Regions from separate parts of the Macaca mulatta genome. Here region 2 is linked to region 1. A link is a contact called in public Hi-C data. All regions are on one chromosome and are shown on one strand. Each heading gives the region's core, a stretch centred on a gene start, on an enhancer-like site or on the middle of the called end of the contact. The rest is flanking DNA. Distances are from core to core; before and after follow the strand shown.

Region 1 (7,713 bases), core at 2,204-4,703:
TCTGGCTCTGGCTCTCTCGACTGGTACCACCCACCTCCTGCACATCATTGTAGCAATGTGCAATGCTATAAAGTTTCTAAATACAGACTGTGGATTTCTGTACTTACCTCCTTGCAGAAGGCAGATCACACTTTGCATAACACTGACCTAAATTGCTTAAGCTCAAGAGTCCCCAGAGAGGCCCCCTAAAGTCCATTAGCTCACTGTTTTATTAGGTAAAATTCTGGACCGATAAAGTTCATGCAATGCCCATGCAATGCACAGCAATAGAGCAAACCTTAAGGTAAAAGTGCACATTTATTGAGCATTTTCAGAAACGGCCCATTTAATCATAATTAGCTATGAAAAATGGCAGGAGCTCAGCTCTAGTCTTCTCTCCTTTTTTTCTTCCTTCCATCTAGAATTATTATCTTAATGGCCTTCTCCTATCTCCTCTTTTACATTTTCCCTTCTCTTGTTCTCCCTTCTCTAAAGGATTGTTCTTCCATTTCCTTTGCCTCTTTTCAACAACATAGTCAAGCACAAGCTTCCCATTGGTCTGCTTTCTTTCCCTACAATTTAACTTTATTGTGAGAATGGATCCTACTCTTTGTTATAAGGAGCAATGAGGGGATAAGCCCACTCAAGCAACTTAAGGGTAAAACCCAAAGCAGGCAACAGCTTTAAGGGCCTGTGGGATTAAAGGCAGATAATGGAGTGTTACTTTAGCCCTCTTTATCCTTGCTTTCCCAGAACCAATTCTGCTTTGTTCTGTTTTCTTTTTTTCAAACAGAGCCAGTCATCAGTAGCATAGCCAAGCCCGTGGCTTACAGAAAAGGGATCAACAGCGACCAGAGTGGGGAGTGACCTATGCTGACATACAGACAAGAGGTAATTAGAGCTGACCTTGGGAGGTGGCCATGAGAACAGAAACAAAAACACAAATGCGAGCCATAAAGCCACACGTGGAAGTAAAATCAACAAGATTGGGCCCCTGATTAGAGATGGAACAGCAAGGGCAAGGGAGGAAGATGGCACAAGGTTTCAATGCTGACGGCAGCCAGATGAGTCATCCTGAAGCTCAGCTTCAATTGAGTTACTCAAATGAGAAAAAGCCTTGCATGGCTGCAAGCCCACTGCACATACAGTAAAGCGTAAATTCCTATATAAGGACTGCCGCAATTTTGCATCAATTTATCATCAACCTTGGACTCATTCATTCATTCAGCAAACATTTATTGAACAGCTACTATGTATTATGCTGGATCAGGAAATTAAAAAAGAGGAAAAGGCACAGTTCCTGAGTTTGAGGAGTTCAAGAGCTTGAAAGGGGTATCCTCCAAATAAATCAATACATACATGCACAGCCTCTGTTCACAATGTTCTCTTCACCTGAAATCCCTACTGTTTATTGAGTACCCACTACATGCCAGAGACTGCTCTTGGTCCTGGGGACCCAGTTGGATTACTTCTGCTCATTTCCTAACTAGAGCTGTAGATATATTCATATATTTGTCTGCATAAAGTGCTGAGGTCATGGGGACCACAAGAAGGAGAAGACAGCCAACACCAGACTCTTGGAGTAATGCTTCTATTTCATGGGTTGGGAAAGGGAGAAGAGCCAGAAGTGATCAGAAGAATAACCAGAGAGGGAAGAGAAAAACCAATCACAGAAGCTGGAAAGTAGAGAGTTTCAAGAATAAAGGAGAATGTGTTCTGTGTTCAGTACAACAGAAAGGCTAAGAGAGAAGGCTAAGAAAGTCCCCACACAGTCACTCATTTCTGTTAATAGATGGCAAAGATTAACGAATAAACTGACAGAAGAAAAGCTAAAGATGCACAATAGAGCAATTGGGTGCTTTACAAAGACCCTGGAGCAAGAATTAGGAAGGTACAGAATTCAGGCAGGTACAGGCAGGAGTGGAAAGGTTGACCTTGGAAAGAAGAGAGACACTTCTTCCCCAAAAATTAGAAGAAAAAGATAAGAATATGCAGACATGAATTCAGGGTGGTCACAGAGGCTCCATGAAGGGTTTGCAGTCAGCCCCATGTGTGAATCCCAGATCTGCCACTTACTTTCTGTAATGCTGGGCAAGTTATTCGGACCCTCCAAGCCTCAGTTTCTTCACCTACAAAGAGGATATGATAATGCTTTTCTCATAAGGGTGTTGTGAGGATAAGTTGAGAAAATGTATGTGCAACCAGCTACCCCTTTGCCTTACCAGTACATATGGGGTCATCAAAATAAATTCTACTGTCCTTTTCCCCCTCTTTGTTCACACTGTGGTCCTCCAGAAAGTGCTCTTGCAAAAGAGCTCGCAAGGGAGCCCACCCCACTGCACTCTGTGGTCAGCCAAGCCTCTGCTGTCCCAAAACTACTGCAGCTGAGGTCCTGGAACAAACAAGATGCCAAATCCAAACAATGCCATCTTGTCCTACAGAGTTATCCCAAAGCAACCTTTTCTGTTTTTCACTTAAAGCTTTCTCCAACCCACCCTCTACAAATCTCAGCTAGGGCCTAGCTCAAAACCTGAGTGATAAGTACCATGTTATAACTAGCATTATTCCCTCCTTCCCATGACCAACTTGCAGTCAAGCTCCTAGGAGGCTCTCTGTCCTTCATATGAATACATTTTTGTTAGGCCCCACATCGTTAATTTGCTAGGTACCTCCTGATATATGTCAGTCTCAATCTAGGCTAGCATAGAACCTGGCACACAGCAGGGACTCAAGAAAAGTGAGTCCTGCATCATGGTTTTATTTATACTTCTGATTTGGGATGCCCCTTCTCCCATTCTCAGTCATATCTGCATTTTACCCAGGTGCACAAAGATTTGGTTATACTATAGAGTGCTGAGCTGGTAAATGTTTAGCAACCAGCCCTCTGGGAGAAAATGCCTGACTTTGTAGTGTTTGCTAATTTCCATGGTGTCAACACTCTCACCATGGCCAATTTCACTCTACCAACATGATTTCAACCACCTTGCAAAATTCCTGAAAATGTAACTATCAGTTCTTCCAAGCTTGTATGAGCTGTCTCTAGCACACCACTCAACAGGTTACCTGGAAATCCCGACTAGTAGCTTATTGAAGCAGCTCTGAAGTTTGTGTCCATTTAATAAAGCCCTGTGCACATGCAGCTACAGCTTTGTAAAGACAACATCCCATCCCAACTGCACTGCAATGGGGATGAACTACAAGGGCATCAAGTCTCATTTAGAGACCTTCACTATTTTCATGTGGTTTGAGAAAGGATTATATTTAAATGGCATTTTGGCATTTTGAGAGAAACAGACACACCCTGACGAGTAAAATCTCAGGGATGATCACTGAACAAAAACACTGTCACCAAGTAAGTAAATAGTGACAAGTTTATAAGATGCTGTTGGCAGTAGCTGGATTTCTCAGTGCTGAACACTTGAGTTGGGCATAGTGGGAGCGGCTGGTTAGCCATTTGTCAGGCTAAGTCAAAACAGCCCTCCAGCTACAGCACAGACGGCAGACTGCAGCTCATCAGCATTTTATTTATGACTCTTAATTAGCAAGCAAAAAGGAGGGAAGAAGTTCCCAGCTTGGGATATACATACTTATACATATATATTTTTCCCATAAATTATCTTTGTCAAAATAATTTAAATCTCCATGACCCCAAGAGGTAGGCATTATAATTTACATTTTATCAATAGGAAACTCCATCCTAGAAGATAAGTGTAATTAGCCTAATTTTACCAATGAAGATTTAGAGAGGCCAAGTGATTTTTCCAAGGTAACACAGCTAGAACATGGCAGAGCTGGGAGTTGAAGCAGTCTTTATATTCTAATGCAAAAGCTCTTTCAATCATATCATGGTTGACTCTTGGCATGTCAAAGTAATAGTCCATTGAGTTGGGTTAAAAGAGCGTTGGCTACCAAACTCATTACACTTGTGAATATACTCCTGGTTCTTATGGTTAGAATTGTATCTTTGTTTTTGGTTTTTTGTTTGTTTGTTTTTGAGAGAGTCTCACTTTGTCGCCCAGTGACGCGATCTTGGCTCACTGCAACCACCACCTCCTGGGTTCAAGCAATTCTCGCGCCTCAGCCTCCCAAGTAGCTGGGACTACAGACGTGCACCACCACGCCTGGCTAATTTTTATATTTTTAGTAGAGACAGGTATCACCATGTGGGCCATGCTGGTCTCAAACTCCTGACCTCAAATGACTCCCCTGCCCTGGCTGGGATTATAGGTATGAACCACTGAGCCTGGCCTAGAATTGTATCTTTGGAAGGAGGGAAGTTATGGAGTGCGTGTAGAACACAGGACAACTGAGTGAGTCTGGATGACTCCCTGCTTGCTTTTGAAGAACCTGGAGCCTTGCTTTGTGACTGACAGAGTCAATCACAGGGCAGGGAATAAAGATCAGATCCCCAGAGCCCAGGAGTCTGAAGTGGCTCTGATGATGGAGAAGGTCTGAGCTACTGGGCCTTTGAGTGACTGTGAGGTGTAAGACGCATCAGAAGCATGAGAAGGGCTGGCAACTCTAAACATGTCCAATCACTTCCATCAGCCATCTGTTTAGATGGCATTTGGAGAGCGCCACAACTGATTACCACTGATCACTGATTTGGGGGAAAATAGCCTGATATTTACATAATATTTAAAAATCTAATTTTTAATTATTAATACATAAATCATCTTTAATACGGGTTTGTTTCATAACTCCTGTGAACCTCAAAGGATAAAGTATTTATATTATTCCCAAAGGTCGTCCCATGCCTTATTAAAGAATGAACTGAAAGACAGCAACTTCTGGGTTCTCTGAGGAGGTGTGGTCAGTTCTACAGAGGTCACCAGTAGTTTTGGTTTTTGGTTTTTTCCAGAGCCAGGGAAGGACTGCACTTCTCCATCCTCTTGAAGTTAAGCATGGCCATGTGGCTTACTTTGGCTAATGAACTATCTGTTGCAATGTGTGTCACTTCAGGGTGGAAGAGTTAGCGAAGAGTTGGTGAACGATTATCCATGCCAGCTTCCCCTGCCACAGTGATCCCGGCAGCACACACTGAGATGACAGACTGTCTGTCAGTTGGGTCCCCGAGCCACTCTGTCAAACAGAATCTCAACTAAGTTTTGGAAGCTGTTGTTACCACTGCATAACTTCACCTATCCTTCTGGGAAAGGAGATTAGTTTGGCAAAGGAGGTTATCACACATTACATCTGATATTTCATTAGCCAAAGTCAGTCACGTGACCATGCTTAACTTCAAGGGGACAGAGATGAAAAGTAAAAAATAGGAAGTCAAACTCCCAGATGCCTTGAATCCCATGGGAAATGTGGAATTCCAAGTCCCTGAAAAAGTCATGTCTCGGGTGCTGTTCTTCCTGAAGTGTGGAGGAGAAAGTTAAAGTTGGAAAATTCGTCAAAATGAATTTATACCTTCAGGTATAGAAAGGATCTAGACTCCTTGGAGCTTAATAAGAAATCTCCTGAGCTGAACATGAAATTGAGATTGGGTCAAATCAATTTAACAAATACCCACTGAGTGCCAATTCCTCATACAATGACAACGCTGTGCTACACATTGCAGGAAATGCTTAGGAGTACAGAAGCCCTGTCTTTCTTTCAAGGAACTTAATGATCTAATTAGTGAGCTCAAACTCAACACCAGAGAGGACCACATAATAAAATTGTTAAATAAAAGCTTCAAATACTGGTAAATAGGATGCCATAAAACAGAGCACTCAGTGACAAAATTCACCATATATAGAAATCCCTATCTATGAGGTGAAGGGGCTCAGTCGCCTCTGAAAACTAACTGTAGTTTCCCCCTTGCTTCATCCTCACACCTGCAGTTAATACACTCTTGTCAGTGGCTTACGGCTGAGACTGACTACAAGTGCTACAAGTGGAAGAGATGGAGGGGATGTTCAGGCTCTCAAGAAAAATAGCTGAAGAAGAAAAAGCTCCTCAAGTTCTTGGTGGCTCAACTGGAGGTAGCCAAAAGCAAATAAGCTGCCTCGTGGGGCCTGCCTTGTTTTGCCACATGCCCTCAGCATAATAGTGAAAGGACTAGAGGAAGGCCAAGAAACTGCAGCATCTGGCAGCTATCTGGCTGTCATACCCTGTGTGCCCCCCCTTGCCCTGCTCCAGATGGCTTGGCTGCATCAACCAGGGATGCTGCCAATGCACTGGGCAACAGGTGAGGAGCTCATTGCTGCATATGTCATGGCGCCTAGAAGTAGCACCAAGAGGTAGCACTCGCGAATCTGTCTTTGGATTAAAATGCAAGCTTGAGACCTTATTAAGGAAGACTTGACTGTAACAAGGAGACTGGTGTCTAATTCAGCCACTCCCCTGCCTCAGCCTAGTCCAAACCAAGCTGTGCTATACAAAATACATGCATCATCGTTCAAATGAAGCATCTGTACCTCTTTCTCCAAGTTTCTGGAATCATTGAAGATTGAGTGTAAATTATCACTCTTAAGTGTATTCTCCAAGCTTCATGACTGCTTTCTTATAAAGAAGAAAAGAGGTTTCTTTGTCTCTTCCTAGAGTCTGAGCAACTTACCAGGGTAAGTACCCTGACACCAGGATATCCAGCATCGTTGAGCCTTCCTTTGTATGGAGAAAGGGGCAATATGTCAAAACTGGTGTCCACCACATCCACAGTCCTCCTGAAGGGAACAACCATGCCCACAGCCCAGGCTGGGGAACAGCCCTGCACAGGTCTCAAAGTGACTCAAAGGTGGTCAAGCCGAGCCTAACTCATCCCCGGGAGGTGACCTGGCCTCCAAAGCTCTTTTCAGACAGGGAGAATGCAATTAACTCAGCCAGAGTCTCTCTTCCCTTCCTCCTTCCCTTCCCCCTCCACGCTTCCCTCAAAATTAACCAGGAAATACAGGGAAAATAGTCACTGAATTGTTAGTGGGACCAGAAGCTAAAAAGATGTACCCAGAGAGCAGGTGCCATGCAGGAAAGCTACGGGACAGAGGGTACGAGGGTGTCAAGGTCAAGACTAAGCTGAAGAAATGAGTTAAGGAAAAGGTACACAGAGTTGAAGGCGAGGCCAAGCAGTAGTGGTGTACACAGACGCAAAGTCCCTATGCTGGATAGGATGGGGGTAGGCCCACGGCTGAGCTGTGCTGGACCCCAGACTGTTGCTGAGCCCAGCTCCAGCCTCCTGTGGCATTTTGCACACTACTTTCCCGCGACAGTCCTGTCTCTAACCCCCAACAGCTGCCAATAACCCCCAACAGCAAGGTTGCCTCAGTGTATTCCAGCTCTTGCCCTCATACTTCCTAGCATGACGAGGGCCAGTTTCCACAGATAGTTGGACATTGGCCAGGCTAGACCAGCTCTGATGCTCCTTCACCCATGTCACTAGATGCTTTTCCTATCAGGCACATGACACCCAGCACGTAAGGTTATACTGCTCCTTATTGTTCAGGGCTTGATGTCATCTCAACAGCTATTTGTTGTGTAAAATATTTTTAGCATGGAATTTCTATGTGTATGGGGGGACCTGGAGGAACGGTTAGGGAAGAAGAGAATTATCCTAGCAGGCAACTGTATCACATTCTTGATGATGTGTTCAGTGCCCTGCACACATACATGCTCAAAAAATAATTGTCAATAATGCCATCTTCATCCCACCTTCCTGTGTTTATAAAAGACAAGTGCAGTGAATTGAAAATGAGTCTCAGGGGATCCCAGGCAATTGAAACTCTTCCTTCCTCCCTCAGGGAGTGAACCAGA
Region 2 (7,713 bases), core at 2,476-4,975, 340 kb before region 1:
AGTAAAAGACACTTACAAAAGTATGCAAACTTTGAGGAAAACAGCAAAATACCAAGAAGAAAGCCATCTGATTTAAAAGTGACCGTAAGTAAATGAGACTAAGATCTTTGGGACAAAAGGACAATAAAAATTCTGGGTTGCATGTACTTGCTAGAGTGTTACTCACAGAACATCCCATTTAACTCCTCCCACATATGTTGCCCACCTACAACAAATTACTACATCAAAAGTGTTGAGTCAATGTAAGTATGGGCATAATGAATGCTTCCTTTCTCCACCTATAAATGATTAAATCTTGATCAGTTGTGATTTGATCAAAATGCTACTTACTATAAAATCTCTAACCACTGGTGAGTCACTACCTAAATCAGCTTTCAGGGAAATAATTTCTATCTTAAAACTAGTTCATTAGCTTTGAAAGGTATTAGCCTTGAGCTACAAGTAGCAAGAGAGCCATGGCGGGTATTATAAAAAGGAAAAATAGTTCACCTAATAAAAACCTTTGGGAAAGAACCCCCTAAGCATTCCCATTAATGGAAACCTCAGATCCTCTTCTACTTTCCTAAAAACGTAGCTGTCTTAGGTCATTCACTGCAGCTGTCATTTTACAAAAGAAAATTTAAATTCCCTCTTGGCCGGGGCAAATAGAGGGCGACAGCCCCTTGCCCCGGCCGAGGCTAGGCAGGGCGCCGGCCTTCTCGTTACTAGAAGGCAAGCTAAAGCTCCTTTTAAACGGTCTCCGGAAGACGACGCATTCCTAACGGGTTTCGAAGGCATGTTTAAATCGCCCGCTTTTTTGTTTGCTCTCAGCATTCACCGGCGCCGGGACTGAGGCCGCCCCCGCCCGCTTGGGGTGGGAAACCTGGGGCCAGCACTGCCTGGGGCGGCGGGGGGGAGACCGGGGGCGGGGTGAGACCCGGGACGCGCCGAGCCGGGGTTGAGGACTCGAGGATGAAGAGCTCCCGTGGGAGGGTGGCGGAGTGCGGGGGGAGGTGAGAAGGCTGAGGATCCCAGCAAGGGGGGCACCCCGGGGTTGGGGGGGAACTGGGACGCCGCCCCGCAGCGGCGAACACTCCGCGCGGCTCCCGCCGCCCGCCAGGGAATACGCAGGGCCGCGGCTCCGCGCGGCGCCGCCCCCTCCCTCTCTCCCAATCCTCCTCCTCCTCCTCCTCCCGAGGCGACAGAAACAACAGCGCGGGAGGAGGGGAAAGTAACTCCCGGCACCTCCGCCGGAATTAGCCCCGGTGCAGTGATGACACCTTCTCGTGGCGCAACCAAGCCCCGCTCCCTCCGCAGCGGCGTCCCCGCCGCCGCCGCCCTCTCCATTTGAAAGTGGCCACCCCCCGCCGCCGCAGCTCCTCCCGCCCCGCCGCCGCCAGCTGCACCAATCCGCTCGGCCCCAGTTGCAAATCAAACGCTCCCTCGCGTCCAGAAACCACTTGCGCCGCTGGAAACGGCCGCGCCGTCCCCCTCCCCGAGTCCCTCCGGGGCGGCACCTTCGGTCTGGGGCGGATGCGCCGGCGAGAAACGGTTTTAAGATGGGAGCGGCGGCGGCGGCGGCGAGAAGCTCCGAGCGGGCTCGGCTCCCGCTCCCGCTCCCGCCCCCAGACAGTTCTGGAAACTGTGTATCACCTCTGTCACAGGAAGCCATCCGGCGAGGAAGGCGGCGCGGAACCAACAAACAAACGCCTGCGGCCGCCCGCCGGAACCGGCGCGGGGACCGCGTCGGGCTTAGGGCCGTTCCCGGGGCGGGGGCGCGGCGGCCACCCCCGCGCCGCGGGCTTTGTGCGGGGCGGGTGCGGCGGGCCGGGCGTCCCCGCCCCCGCAATCCCCCACCCCGGCCCGGGCGGCGCAGCTGGGACCGTTAGGTGACGCTCCGGCAGCGACGGAGAAGCAGCGCCTCGGCCGCCGCCCGCCCCCATTTCCACACTGGGCCGCCTCTCCTCAAACGCCAGAGGCGGGCTACAAAAGTTGGCCCCGGGGCCACCCAGCACCTGCCCACGTGCCGCGGAGGCTCGCTCCCGGGTCTTCCCCGGTTCCCTCCCCCCGCCGCCCTCCGCCGCTAGGTCACCTATTACCGGTGGGAGGGGAGAGAGGCTGCTATTTAAACGCCCGCGGAAGTTGAGGCACCCCCACTGGCGGGTGCCGTGCACCTGCCTCCCGCCGCCGCGCTCCGCCACTTTGAGCAGCAGCCGCGTCCTCAGCCCCGCCTCCTGCCCGAAGGCGGGCGGGGGGGAGCGGGAAGGAGGTGGAAGGGATCGAATTTCTCCAGCAAATGGGACCGTTCCGACAGGATTCGGTTCCCCGGTCAACATTCCACATTCCATCCCTCTCCCGCATTTGCAAGCCAATGCCGAGCAACCCGGAAAGCCTGCTGGCTACCGAACAACAGCCCCCAACTCGCAAACACAGACTCACAGGCACAAGACACGTGCACTGAAGGGCTCTGCAACTTGCAGTCCCGGGGTACACACTACACGTTCATTTAAGGAAGCAAGGAGACCAAGAGACCCCACCCCCACAATTTGCAGATGGTGCCAAAGGTTGCAATTTGCAATCCCCTTTAAGTTCATGATTAATCGGTACTTTGCTCTACCAACCGCCAACCCCTACCCCATTTCATCGATGAAGGGGTTTTACACTTTACAAGCTGTCGCGCTGTAAGTAAAAGATCTGACCACTGGAAGCCCAATTCGGAAGAATTGCCAAGCTGTCCCTCCACCCCCGCCCCCCACCCCCCTCTCACTGCCCTTGAATTGATGCAATGAATATTTTGGACATGTGGCGACGCGGTGACAAGAGCCAGGGCTGCGGCCACCACACACAAATGTACCTACACACACCTATGTTTGGACAAATACAGTCCCACCACACACACGGTCTCACACACTCTGGATTCATATATGTACGCGAACCTGCGTTCTGCCATTGCCATCTGTCTACCAAGTTGCTACTATGCTTTCCACTTTCATGCAGCCTAATGCACTTTGGCTTTCTATTAAAAAAAAAAAAAAACCTATAAACTAAAAGCAACTTAAACTGGGCTTCTGCTCCTAAACGCGTTTAATTGATGATTCACCTGAAAACCGCATGTTCTTCGCAAATCCAAAAGAAGAAACAGCTCTAAGTCTTCAGCCCCCCAAATTTGAAAAAAAAAATCATAATAAAACTTACTGATCCAACATAGATCAATTCTCAGGATCCAAAAATCATCCTCTCCTCCTCCTCCTCTGGCCCCCGCCCCGGCAATGCCCAAGTTACTGGTGGGATAGTAACGCTGCGCTCAGCGGCTGCCTCCCTCCCTCCTAGCTACATATCGAGAACCCAATCTTTTGGCGCCATATTAATGACGTACTATATTATTTCCACTAGGCAGCGACCTTCGGCATTAAATTACTCCCGAGAACTCCCGAGCAAAGCAACAAAACCATCAAATATGGCTGAGCCTCTCGGCTCGTCCTGCAGCCGCCGCCGCCGCCGCCGCCGCCGCCGTCGCCGCCGCGGGACCGGGACGCGCACACGGACCCACGCGCGGACACACGCGCGGCGAGCCCACCCCGCGCGCCCCCCGCGGCCCGCGCGCGTACCTGCTGCGGAGGGGTTCGGCCGAGGCGCTGGGCTGGGCGCCGCTCGCTCGCTCGGAGCTGCATGAGTTCGGGCCGCGGCGGGCGAGCGGGCGGGGAGCCGGGCGGGCCCGTGCTCTAGCCGGCGCGCACACACCCGGCACTCGCGCACGGAGGCACTCTCGGTCTGGTTTGGCTTGTTATGGAGGAAGGACTGTGTGAATCAAACTCATTTCTGGGTCACTGCTGCCACAGGGGGGAGCACTTTAATCCCTTGCCAAAACGAGAGGGTGGGGACGGGAGGGCGGAGGGAGCATGCGGGGAGCCCGCGACTTGGGGGGCTCGGTCCCTCGTTAACTCTTCGCAGCCCTCGCCGCAGCCGGCTCGGCCTGCGCCAGTCGGGACTCGCAAAGAACGGCACTGTTTAGCTCTTAAAAGTCTCTTTCCTTACTTCACCCACCTTGTGAGCCTAGAAATTCTTGAGGTGTCTCCAAGCAGGGAAGTGGGTTTTTAAATTAGCCCCTTCAAACTGCTGTCCCAATTTCAACTCTTGTCTGACATCTAGAAATGGATTCTTTCAAAATAGTTTAAAAATTTATGTAGATTAAAATGTGGCTATTGAGATGTGTCATTTGGGTGAAAGGTTTTATTTTTAGGCTGAGTGGCAAAAGAGTTGTTTGTAGTAACAGTTTTAGGGAGTTGCACATTAGGATGACATTTTTTAATATAGATAATCCAATTCTGAATAACATCTTTACCTAAATTTGTATGGAAGTGATCATTGCAAATGAGCATTAATCCATTAGAAGATATTATTTATAAATTGACACCACTTTATGTTACACATTACTGCAGAATTGGACATCTTCTCCCAAATAAGAGCAGTGAGCCTAATGCTAAAACTAGAATTACAAGCTAGTATCAGATCAGTCATCAGAGATTCATTTGGGGGGTATTAATGTGTTAAAAATGAGTGGTTACTGATTTTATGCAGAAGACAAACTTGCTTTTTCATATGGAGGGCAACATACTTCTTTCATGGATTCGCCTAGGGAAATAGAGGGGTATATGACATTCAGCTTGAAAAGGAAAAAAGTACGGATTAGAAACTCCCATTCAGGCCGGGCGCGGTGGCTCACGCCTGTAGTCCCAACACTTTGGGAGGTCGTGGCAGGCGGATCACCTGAGGTCGGGAGTTCGAGAGCAGCCTGACCAACATGAAGAAACCCTGTCTCTACTAAAAAATACAAAATTAGCCAGGCGTGGTGGTACGTGCCTGTAATCCCAACTGCTGGGGAGGCTGAGGCAGGAGAATCGCTTGAACCCCAGAGGTGGAGGTTGTGATGAGCCCATATCGCTCCATTGCACTCCAGCCTGGGCAACAAGAGCGAAACTCCGTCTCAAAAAAAAAAAAAAAAACTCCCATTCAGTAAATAGGAACAGTGATCACTAATTACCAAACTAAGTATCGAACCCAAAAGGCATATGTATCCACAGGAAGAACCTTTCTGAATATATCAGGTTTGATTTCACATAATCCCACACCAGCCCATCCACCCACATTCAGACCCACATCCAAAACATTATAATCTGATAAATGCGACAAAACAAAACTAATTGAGCCTTTCAGTTATTTTTCAGAAAACAAAGTAAGCCAGTGGAAATCCTAAGTAGTGTATGTGTCCTCTCCTGTTTCACTAATGAAGAATAGAAAGAGTCCCTGCCAGTCCTATTCATGTGTTCACTTAATCCTGTTCAAAGCGATCACACATGTAAAGCACTGTGTTAACTATCATTATTACTATTCTTAGTATTGCACTTCAGTTATTGCTATTTTCATTGGTTCGCCTTGCACATACTCTCTGTAGAAGTTGAAGTACACAGGCTTTGTAGCCAGACATGGTTGGATCTGGCTCTCTCAGTTACCACTTTGTGTGCCTGTGGGATAAAAGAACTTTATCTGAGCCTCAGTTTCTTTCCTGGTAATAAAATGAAGTTAACAGCTGGCCCCTAACCTGAAGGGTTGTTAAGAGGAAACAGGCAACCTCATAACAGTTCAGGAGTAGAGGCCCTGGCAATAGGAGGTTGTCCATTCCCTCGGCCACCACTGGTCTCTTTCTTGGTTTTCTCTCCATCAAAAATTGCAACTTTTCTAAATTCCAAACAGCATTACTTCACGCATTTGTCTGAAGAAAATTTTTAACTCACATTTGCTGCTTACTCTTTTACTTGCTTTTTCTATCAAAAACATTAGGCACCAACAAAAGTATTGAATAAAATGAATGACAAAAACAAAGGGATAAAATGGCACACAAACTTCACACACTGACACACTGAACAGGACTGAAGGTGCCATGTACGGAGTCTCAATTATGCCATGACTTCAGAATACTCATCGACTGAGATAGTGCTATGTGCTATAAATAGCCCTGGACAAGAAGTCAGGAGACGCCCACCAACTCCGAATATGACTCTCTGGGCTTTAGTTTCCCCACTGAGATGACAGGAAAAATAATGTCTAAGTCCCCTTTCTCTTTAACATTCAGTCATTTCTGATTTTCTTACCAAACTTAGAAACGTGATGATTATTTGAAGAAATGGCGGACAACTTGAATCCATAAGGAACATGTAAAAATATTTTGTCATCAATGATCAGCAGTTGGCATTTCTTAAATAATAGGTGTTTCTTGCCATCAGACCACAAAGGAAACTCCTATACAACCTATTTCTAAAATGGGAAAGGCAATGATATGGTTTGCCTTGCGGCAGCACAGATAATACAGCCTAGAATAAGAAGTACTAAGCTGGCAATTAGGAAAACGAGTTTCTGATTCCACTCTGTCACTTACTGTCTTACCTTGCCAAATCATTCAGGATCATCATATCCTAGTCTCTGGAATAGTTCTTTTAATTCACACCTTATTATCAGAGATGAAAAGACATTCAACAAAATAGCTACAAGGTACTCAGTGTAATAGAAATATCAAGATTCTAGTCTTTCCTGATCCCATCAATGTTCGTGGTGATAATTACAATTCTATATATCCTGTACATTCTGCTGTAGTCATATACAGTTTAATTATTTTCTTCCATAATAATGGATTTTTATGAAATAAAAATTTGGATATTTATACTCACATTCCTGATTTTGAAACCAGACTTGATTAAATCTCTGAATGTTTACTTAGTCATTTCATTTCATCTACTTCTCTGTAGGTAAAGAATTATAAGGCCTTGCTTGATAAGACACTCAGAATTGTTCATATTTGAAATGAAGGGATGCATACACTAAAGCCCTGTATTATCTCATTCCTTTAGGGAAATGAGCAAGAAATTCTTACTGGCAGATACAACTGTCAGTTGGTATACATTCCGACGAGATAATTTTTTTTTTTCAAGATCGGGGTCTCGCTCTGTCACCCAGGCTGGATTTCAGTGGTCCCAACATGACTCACTGCAGCCTCCATCTCCAGGGTTCAAGCAATCCCCCCACCTCAGCCTCCAAAGTAGCTGGGACCACAGGCACAAACCACCACACCTGACTAATTTTTCATATTTCTTGTAGAGACAGGATTTCACCATGTTTCCCAGACTGGTCTCAAACTCCTGAACTCAAGCAATCTGCCCTCCTCGCTCTCCCAAAGGGCTGGGATAATGGGCATAAACCACTGCGCCTGGACCCAGAGAGAAGAATTTTTTTTTTTAACTGTAAAGGGCTATCCTGGATAAAATGGGTTGTATCCTAAAAGTTTATTTGCATGTACTTTAATTTTTTGGAATTTTGTGCCAAAAATAAGTCTTGTTACTAAAGAGGGCTTAGATTGTCGTTTTTAAAAGTAATTCTAATAACTAAATGATAGAAAGTAACTTTTTCTTTTTCGGCCGGGCATGGTGGCTCACGCCTATGATCCCAGCACTTTGGGAGGCAAAGGCGGGTGGATCACTCGAGGTCGGGAGTTTGAGACCAGTCTGATCAACGTGGTGAAAACCCATCTCTACTAAATATAAAAATTGGCCAGGCACAGTGGCTCATGCCTGTAATCCCAGCACTTTGGGAGGCTGAGGTAGGCAGATCACAAGGTCAGGCGTTCAAGATCAGCCTGGCCAACATGGTAAAACCCTGTCTCTACTAAAAATACAAAAATTAGCT

What was found. A called contact is a pair of places that touch in the nucleus more often than the background predicts.
Region 2: a Hi-C map of fetal cortical plate shows a contact between it and region 1, with 2.3 times the contacts expected there. The contact joins the promoter of JADE1 here to the enhancer-like site in region 1. A contact is called at or near these places in 4 of 14 Hi-C or Micro-C datasets (fetal cortex germinal zone, fetal cortical plate, fibroblasts and 1 more).

The regions. Positions count from the first base shown.
Region 1 is chr5:137,219,456-137,227,168 of T2T-MMU8v2.0, reverse strand. All of the region lies in intron 2 of LOC106998496 (a long non-coding RNA gene), which reads right to left. Among named protein-coding and RNA genes, the nearest start is that of PGRMC2, 170 kb to the right of the region's middle. Within about 2 kb of position 3,453, at least 1 of the 40 cell types and tissues checked has an H3K27ac peak or open chromatin away from gene starts, as enhancers often do. A contact at or near this core is called in fetal cortical plate, where this site is marked.
Region 2 is chr5:137,563,421-137,571,133 of T2T-MMU8v2.0, reverse strand. It overlaps JADE1 (jade family PHD finger 1), which reads right to left and starts at 3,725. Exons shown (of 11, transcript NM_001266133.1): 1 at 3,588-3,725.